2 separate regions of the Capra hircus genome follow, and region 2 is linked to region 1. The links are chromatin contacts, called in public Hi-C maps. All regions are on one chromosome and are shown on one strand. The core of a region is the stretch at or near the end of the contact, and the rest is flanking DNA. Distances in the headings are between cores, read along the strand shown. Region 1 has its middle 46 kb from the start of FBXL14. Region 2 overlaps CACNA2D4 (voltage-dependent calcium channel subunit alpha-2/delta-4).

The links. A called contact is a pair of places that touch in the nucleus more often than the background predicts.
Region 2: a Hi-C map of blood shows a contact between it and region 1, with 8 times the contacts expected there. The contact joins two enhancer-like sites. A contact is called at or near these places in 2 of 5 Hi-C or Micro-C datasets (both in blood).

The regions. Positions count from the first base shown.
Region 1 is chr5:107,082,141-107,085,415 of ARS1.2, forward strand. No RefSeq gene overlaps it. Among named protein-coding and RNA genes, the nearest start is that of FBXL14, 46 kb to the left of the region's middle. Within about 2 kb of position 1,716, at least 2 of the 5 cell types and tissues checked have an H3K27ac peak or open chromatin away from gene starts, as enhancers often do.
Region 2 is chr5:107,157,673-107,160,947 of ARS1.2, forward strand. CACNA2D4 (voltage-dependent calcium channel subunit alpha-2/delta-4) reads right to left here. Exons shown (of 38, transcript XM_018049066.1): 35 at 2,821-2,938; 36 at 1,369-1,481; 37 at 689-771; 38 at 1-80. Among named protein-coding and RNA genes, the nearest start is that of LRTM2, 12 kb to the right of the region's middle. Within about 2 kb of position 1,794, at least 2 of the 5 cell types and tissues checked have an H3K27ac peak or open chromatin away from gene starts, as enhancers often do.

The DNA.
Region 1 (3,275 bases), core at 466-2,965:
GCGGGGTACAGTCCACAAGGTCACAAAAGTCGAACGTGACCTAGTAACAACACACAGCACAAAATTCCCCAGCCAGGGATTAAGCCCGGTCCCTCGCAGTGAGAGCTCAGAGTCCCAGCCACTGGACCTCCAGGGAACTCCCATATTTCACTAATTTGTTAAAAATTGAGTGTGGAAGGATGATGAGGGGAGTGCCCAGTCCAGCTGGGATGGGCCACTGAGACATGGGTGATGATAATGGAGCTCGGGCTCGGAAGTGGCTTGGGTCAGCCTCCGAGCCGGCAGCCAGATGCTCTTCTTGCTTGATGGTCATCATCCCAGAGGTGGGGAGTCACTGTAGTTTCCACAGAGGACTGACTGTACCAGCTGCTCTGCGTACATCATCTATAATTCCCTCGGTACCTCCGCAAGGTTGGTGTCATTATCCACAAGTTCCGGATGGGAGGAAAGACTCAGAGAAGCGAAGGAACATCCTCTGACTCACACAGCTGCTAGCTGATGCTGACTGACTCCAGGGGCCCTTCTGTCCCCTTGGTGGGTTTCTGAGTGATCCCAGGATGTGAAGTAAGAGGGGCCTGTTTCCTTCTGAGCCTCAGATGTGCGCACTGATCTGCCCCTCAGACCACCATGAATTTAGGATGAGGAGGGTGAGCAGGGAAATTTCTTCTGATGGAGGCACAAGGCTGTCCTCAACCTAAGGTAAGAGGACCAGCTGTGCAGGGCTGTGGGCTCAGAGAATCTGCCTTGCACACAGGGGAGACAGCTGTTTGCAGAAGAGCTGGGTTTAAAAGCGTGAAGGGCATCAGCCTGCTAGAAGTCAGTGTCTAGGCACTCAAAACTGACTCTGCACGAGCGGACATTGGGCCTTCCTGATAGCATCTCCCCAGGTGGCGCTAATGGTGAAGAACCCACCTGCCAATGCAGGAGACGTAAGAGACACAGGTTCGATCTCTAGACCAGGAAGATCCCCTGGAGAAGGAAATGGCAACCCATCCCAGTATTCTTGCCTGGGAAATCCCATGACAGAGGAGCCTGGCACACTACAGTGGATGGGGTTGCGAAAGTCAGGCACGACTGAGCTCACACACACACACACACACACAAGAAACTAAAATCAGTACAGTCTGTCCCCAAAGCCTCCTCCTTCGTAAGACGTGTGAACGGATAATAACTTCCTAGACCTGTTTCTAACCTCTGCTATGGTCAGTTGGACCCCTTTGGATGACCAGATAAGGAGGGCATTTCTTGGAGGCAGACCTGAGCCTTGAGCTTGGCTTCATCATGGGCCCGTCTAGCTTTGGAGAAACCCAGAGGACACAATGTGCACTGAAGGGGCGCTCAGCTGGTCCCAGTCCAGGGGACAGCAGCCCGAGAGGAGCCTCTGTGGATGCCAGTACCCACATAGGTCTGGGCAGGGCAGAGCTGGCCACTGCATGCCCTCCGCCCACCCTGGCCAGGGACCAGCCAGCAGAGGCCGCCAGCCAGCACGTGGATGTCACGTTCTCGCTAAAGAAAGCCCCTGCGGTCACCTCTGCTTCTGCTTCTACCAGTCCTGAGTCTGGCCACAAATTGAGGGCTTTTCCAGATAAAAATTCTGTTAAGCTACAGGTCAGTGTGACCCTGTAAGATAGGGACTTGCTTCTTAACCCCAGAGTCAGACACCAGAATTCCGGCCCGGCTCTGCTCTTGGCTTGTGCAAGAGCCCTGGATGCAGCCCTGGATTCCAGGCTTTGGTTTGTTATCCAGTGCTTCCTGCTCCGAGGCGGGCTTTGTGAAGCTCGGCTGCCACAGAGACAGGCAAGAACTTTGAGCAGTGTGCCCACTCCCACTCTTAGCTGGTATTTAGGTGTGCTGTGGACTGACCCAGTGATCCCTGGCTTGTTTTCTGAGCCCCTTATTGTGTATTCCCCACAAAGTGGTTAAAAAACAAAAATGAAAAAAACCAAAACACTCTCTTGGCCAAATAGACTTTTTTTTTTTTTTTGGTAACAAAAAGAACCAAAGTGGAAATAAAGGCTATCTTTCTAAGCAGAAAGAAACTATTTGTCACCAGGATAGGTAACTGAGAGTTATAGATTTCACTCCCCAGAGAAGTTTAAGGAAATAAGGGGCATTGAGATGTTTGGGGAACTTTAGTAGTGTCTGGAGACAGGTTGAAAACCAGATACTCCCTGGAGACTCATTTCAGCTACAGGACTGTGAGGCCTGCCTCCCTCAGGGGAGCTAACCACACACACCAGGACAGGCTCAGGTTTGGTGCAGAGGATGGGCCAAGTCATCTCAGGCAGTTCCCTTAGCAATAAAACAGGGATCATAATATGTGTTAGTTGCTCAGTCATGTCTGACTCTTTTCGACCCCATGGACTGTGTCTCAGGCTTCTCTGTCCATGGGATTCTCCAGGCAAGAATAGTGGAGTGGGTAGCCATTCCCTTCTCCAGGGGATCTTCCCAACCCAGGGTTCGAACCTGGGACTCCCACATCGCAGGCAGATTCTTTACCATCTGAGCCACCATAATATATTTCCTTCAGATAAGATAGAGGCTATGAAAGCTTTCTGTAAAACATTAAGTCTTATTTTTTAAAATTTTATGATTTTTTAAAATACATGTGTAGAAAGTTCACTGTGGCCTAGTTTATTTTTTTCTTTATACATTTGGGCTTCACAGTGCGGCATGTGGGATCTTAATTCCCAGATCAGGGATCAAAGCCGTGCTTGCTGTGGTTGAAGTGCAGAGTTTTAACTGGACTCCCAGGGAAGTCCCATAAGGTCTTTTTAAAGGCTGAGATATTGGTACTTGTATCAAGGCAAGATCAAAGGTAACATGGTTTTTAAAAAGCACACAACTATGACATGTAAGATCTTTGGAATCATCTCTCAGTCAAAGTTGCGGCTTCACAGGTGGCTCAGTGGTAAAGAACCTGCCTGCCAATGCAGGAGATGAGGGTTCGATCCCTGGGTTGGAAAGACCCCAGGAGGAGGAAATGGCAACCCACTCCAGTTCGCTTGCCTGGAGAATCCCATGGACAGAGGAGCCTGGTGGGCTATAGTCCGGGATTCGAAAAGAGTCAGACATGACTGAGGATGCATGCACGTACTTGATCAGAGCCAATCGAAAATGCAAGGAATCTAATCTGGATTCGTTTGGCTTTTCGTATACCCAGAAATTCACCGTTCTTCTCTAGGTTGACTTTGATCTTTCTTGAGAAGGGGACCACTGTGCTCTTCCAAAAGAAGTCATTAAAAAAATATATTAAAAAAATTTTTTTTGGCTGC
Region 2 (3,275 bases), core at 544-3,043, 76 kb after region 1:
ACCCAGGCCCACAGAGGCAGCAGGAGCAGGCGGAGCGAGGCCGAGGTATCTGAGGCGCCTCCGCAGTCCTGGGCATTCTCCTGCGGACCCAGAGCACTCCCGGTGAGGTACCCATCCAGGCAGACGCAACCGGGAGACTGGGAGTCAGGAGGGAGGTTCTGGGACTAAGAGGGACCGAGGGCTGAGGGAGAGGGGAGTTCCGGCAAGTGGAGGGAGCCCTGGCCCCCCACCCCCTGCTTCTAGGAGAAGGAAGATGGAAGGGCTGTGGAGTTATCCTCTTAGAGTGACTGCAGAGAAGCCCGGCACTCTGGGAGTATCCTGGCTGTGGACTCAGCGTGTCTAGCAAGGACAACTCAAGTACAAGAAGCCCAACTACGTGGGTGTTCAGGGCTGGTCACCACAGTATTATGTGCATAATGGTTTCCTCCTACCCGCCCGGACCCCGTGGATCCAAGTGCGATGGGGGCAATATGGAGAAGCTGTGTTTAAGTTTACCAAGGGCCTGGCCCCTGGGAGACCAGCTCTCATCATAAAAACACTGCTGGGTCCCTCCCTGCACGAATGCACATGGATGAGGGTTCCAGAGGTGCCCTCCCAGCTGCACACTGGGTGTCCAGTGCTCTCACGTCTGAAGGGTACAGGCTTGGGCCGAGGTTTGGGGATGAAGACCCCTGCCACCAGCCCCCACCTCTGGATGGAAGGCGTGGCAGGCGTCCGGGCGCCTGCGGAGCTTCTGGGAACGCATCCTGTCGCACTTGATGGAGGCGTTATGTGCAGAGGTCACTGTTAAGGTGAACACAGCTGAGGCGGAGATGACACTGGAGCCTGTGTGTGTGACAGTCGCTCAGTCGTGTTCGACTCTGCGACCCCAAGGACTGTAGCCCGCCAGGCTCCTCTGTCCATGGGATTCTCCAGGCGAGAGTACTGGAGTGGGTTGCCTTTCCCTTCCCCAAGGGATCTTCTCGACCCAGGGATTGAACTCAGGCCTTCTGCACTGCAGGCAGATGCTTTACTGTCTGAGTAAGGGAAGCCCAAGAATACTGGAGTGGGTAGCCATTCCCTTCTCCAGGGGATCTTCCTGACCCAGGGATCGAACTCAGGTCTCCCGCTTTGCAGGTGGATGTCTGTGCCACCCGGGAGCCTCTGGGGACTCAGTTCTGGAACCTCTGGTGGGACTGGCTGCCTCACTGCCTTCCAGGGTCAGAGGTCAGCCCTTGGAGCCGTGGGAAGGGCAGGGTGTTGGTGGTGAGTGTGGCTAGCCCCACCTCTCTAGATCTGAGCCCCTCGGTGATGACCCGCCCTCCCCGCTCCCCCGTCCACCCCTCCCCTGCATCCCACACACACGCAGGCTGGAGCCCCAGAGGATATATTTGACCTCCTCTGCCTCCCGCAGCACTGGCGGGAAGGTGCTGCAGTCGCAGGTGCGATCCGTCACCAGGAGCAGCAGGTTGCTGCTGGGGACCTGCTGCATCACAAACGCCCTGTGGACACGAGAGAGGTTGGCCCATGGAAGCTCCGAGCAGCTGGACGCTGGGCTTCAGGGAGGCTCTTCTGGAGATGGCGCGAGGGCTTTGGGGGCCCAGGTCAGCCCCCTGGTGGGAGGCAACCTGGTTTACATCTCCCACAAGCCTTTGCAGCTGCCCTGCTCCTTTCCTAGCAGATTGGAGGGAAGGAAGCCCAGACATCTAGGGGGATAAGAGTTGTTATTGATGTCTGTGGGGAACACAGGCCTAAGTCAAGACCATGTCAAGTAAACAGGCCAGTGTGGAGAGGCCGCCCCCAGCAGGGTTACAGTGCTCAGGCGTAGCCACAAGGTGGCGCCCCAGGCCCGCACGCTGCCTGATTGGGAGCCAGGTAGGTGCAAGCCGGTTGCGGTCGCTGGCTCAGCCAGTGCGTTGGCCACAGACACTGCCCGTAGGCATTTCCTACGGGGTAGAGGACTTCATACGTGCACGTGCACACACACACAGCACACCCACGTGCCCATATACACGTGCACAACAGACTCACATGTACATATTCAACCTTCTTAACACCATATGAAGTTGGTATCATCCCTGTTTTGCAGAAGGGAAAGCTGACGCCTCTGGGTAAAGTGATGCACAAGGTCACCAGTTCCTCTTCAGTCAAAGTCCGTCTACTCTGAGGCCTTGGCTTTACCCACACTGTTCGCCGTATCCACCCTGCCAGCCTCTGAGATAAGTGTACAAATAACTATATTCCTGTGAAACCAGCTGTGTGAGTCCTACAATGACAGTGCCTGCCTGAACAAGATGGGCTAGCTGTGTCTGAGGCCAGGGTCCCAGGCGTCCCACTAGAAGGCAGTTTGCTTGTGCCCTGAATCTCAGGGACATCCTGGAAGCCCCTGGGGAGTGGCATGCTGGCAAGTGGACAGCCTAGGGGAGGCCATCTCCTCCAGGTCAGGATGGAACATCCCGTGGGTGGGCGGTGGCCTGAGGTCGGGGTGGGAGTGAGCAGCGCAGAACTTTGAGCCAGGCCTCCCGGCCTCCCTGGGCCAGAGCCTGGCCTCCCTGCGGGAGCTCGGGCAGAGGTGTCAGGTGCCCTAGCCACTCCTGAAACGTCCTCCAGCCTGCCGGTCCTCTGTGTGGACAGATGTCTAAGTGAGAGCTGGCCCTCCTTCCCTGAGTCTGCCCTGGCCTCAGGGCCATCTCTCCTGTCTGCCGACATGGACACTATGCCAGCCCTGTCCCCAGCTGGCTGCCATGCTCTGGGCCGAGGCCTGTGGTCCCTCCACCGAGGAAGCGGGCACAGAGGCCTTGCCGCGGGGACCCGACCTGGCTCCCTCCCCTCCCCGCTCACTTCTGGCAGGCGCGGCACTCCACAGTGCCGTTGGCCTCCCGCAGGGCCGTCTGGTGGACGAACACGGGGTAGGCGGTGTCACAGGGCTGCAGCAGGTCCTGCTTCTTGTGCTTGTGGGCTGCGGGGACACGGAAGGGTGTGGACGCGGGGCTTCGGTCACCCCCGTAGGGCTGGGCCTCGACAGCCTGGGCAGTGCGGTCACTGCGCCGGGAGGAAGACGCTCCCTCCACTGGCAGATGGCAAGCCATCAGGACTTAGGGGGTGGGGGAGAGGGAGCGGCTGAGTGTGAGTGACGCCTGGGGTTACCCTGGGGACGCCTGTCTCCCTCCTCACCGTCAGCGGTGATGTCCAGGGGCTTGGAGGAGGTCAGGGTGTGGGGGGCCTGGAAGATGACAGCCCTGCTCCCTGTGGATGGTCCACCAGGCGCTCTGCAGACATAGCTCCCGGACAAGCCC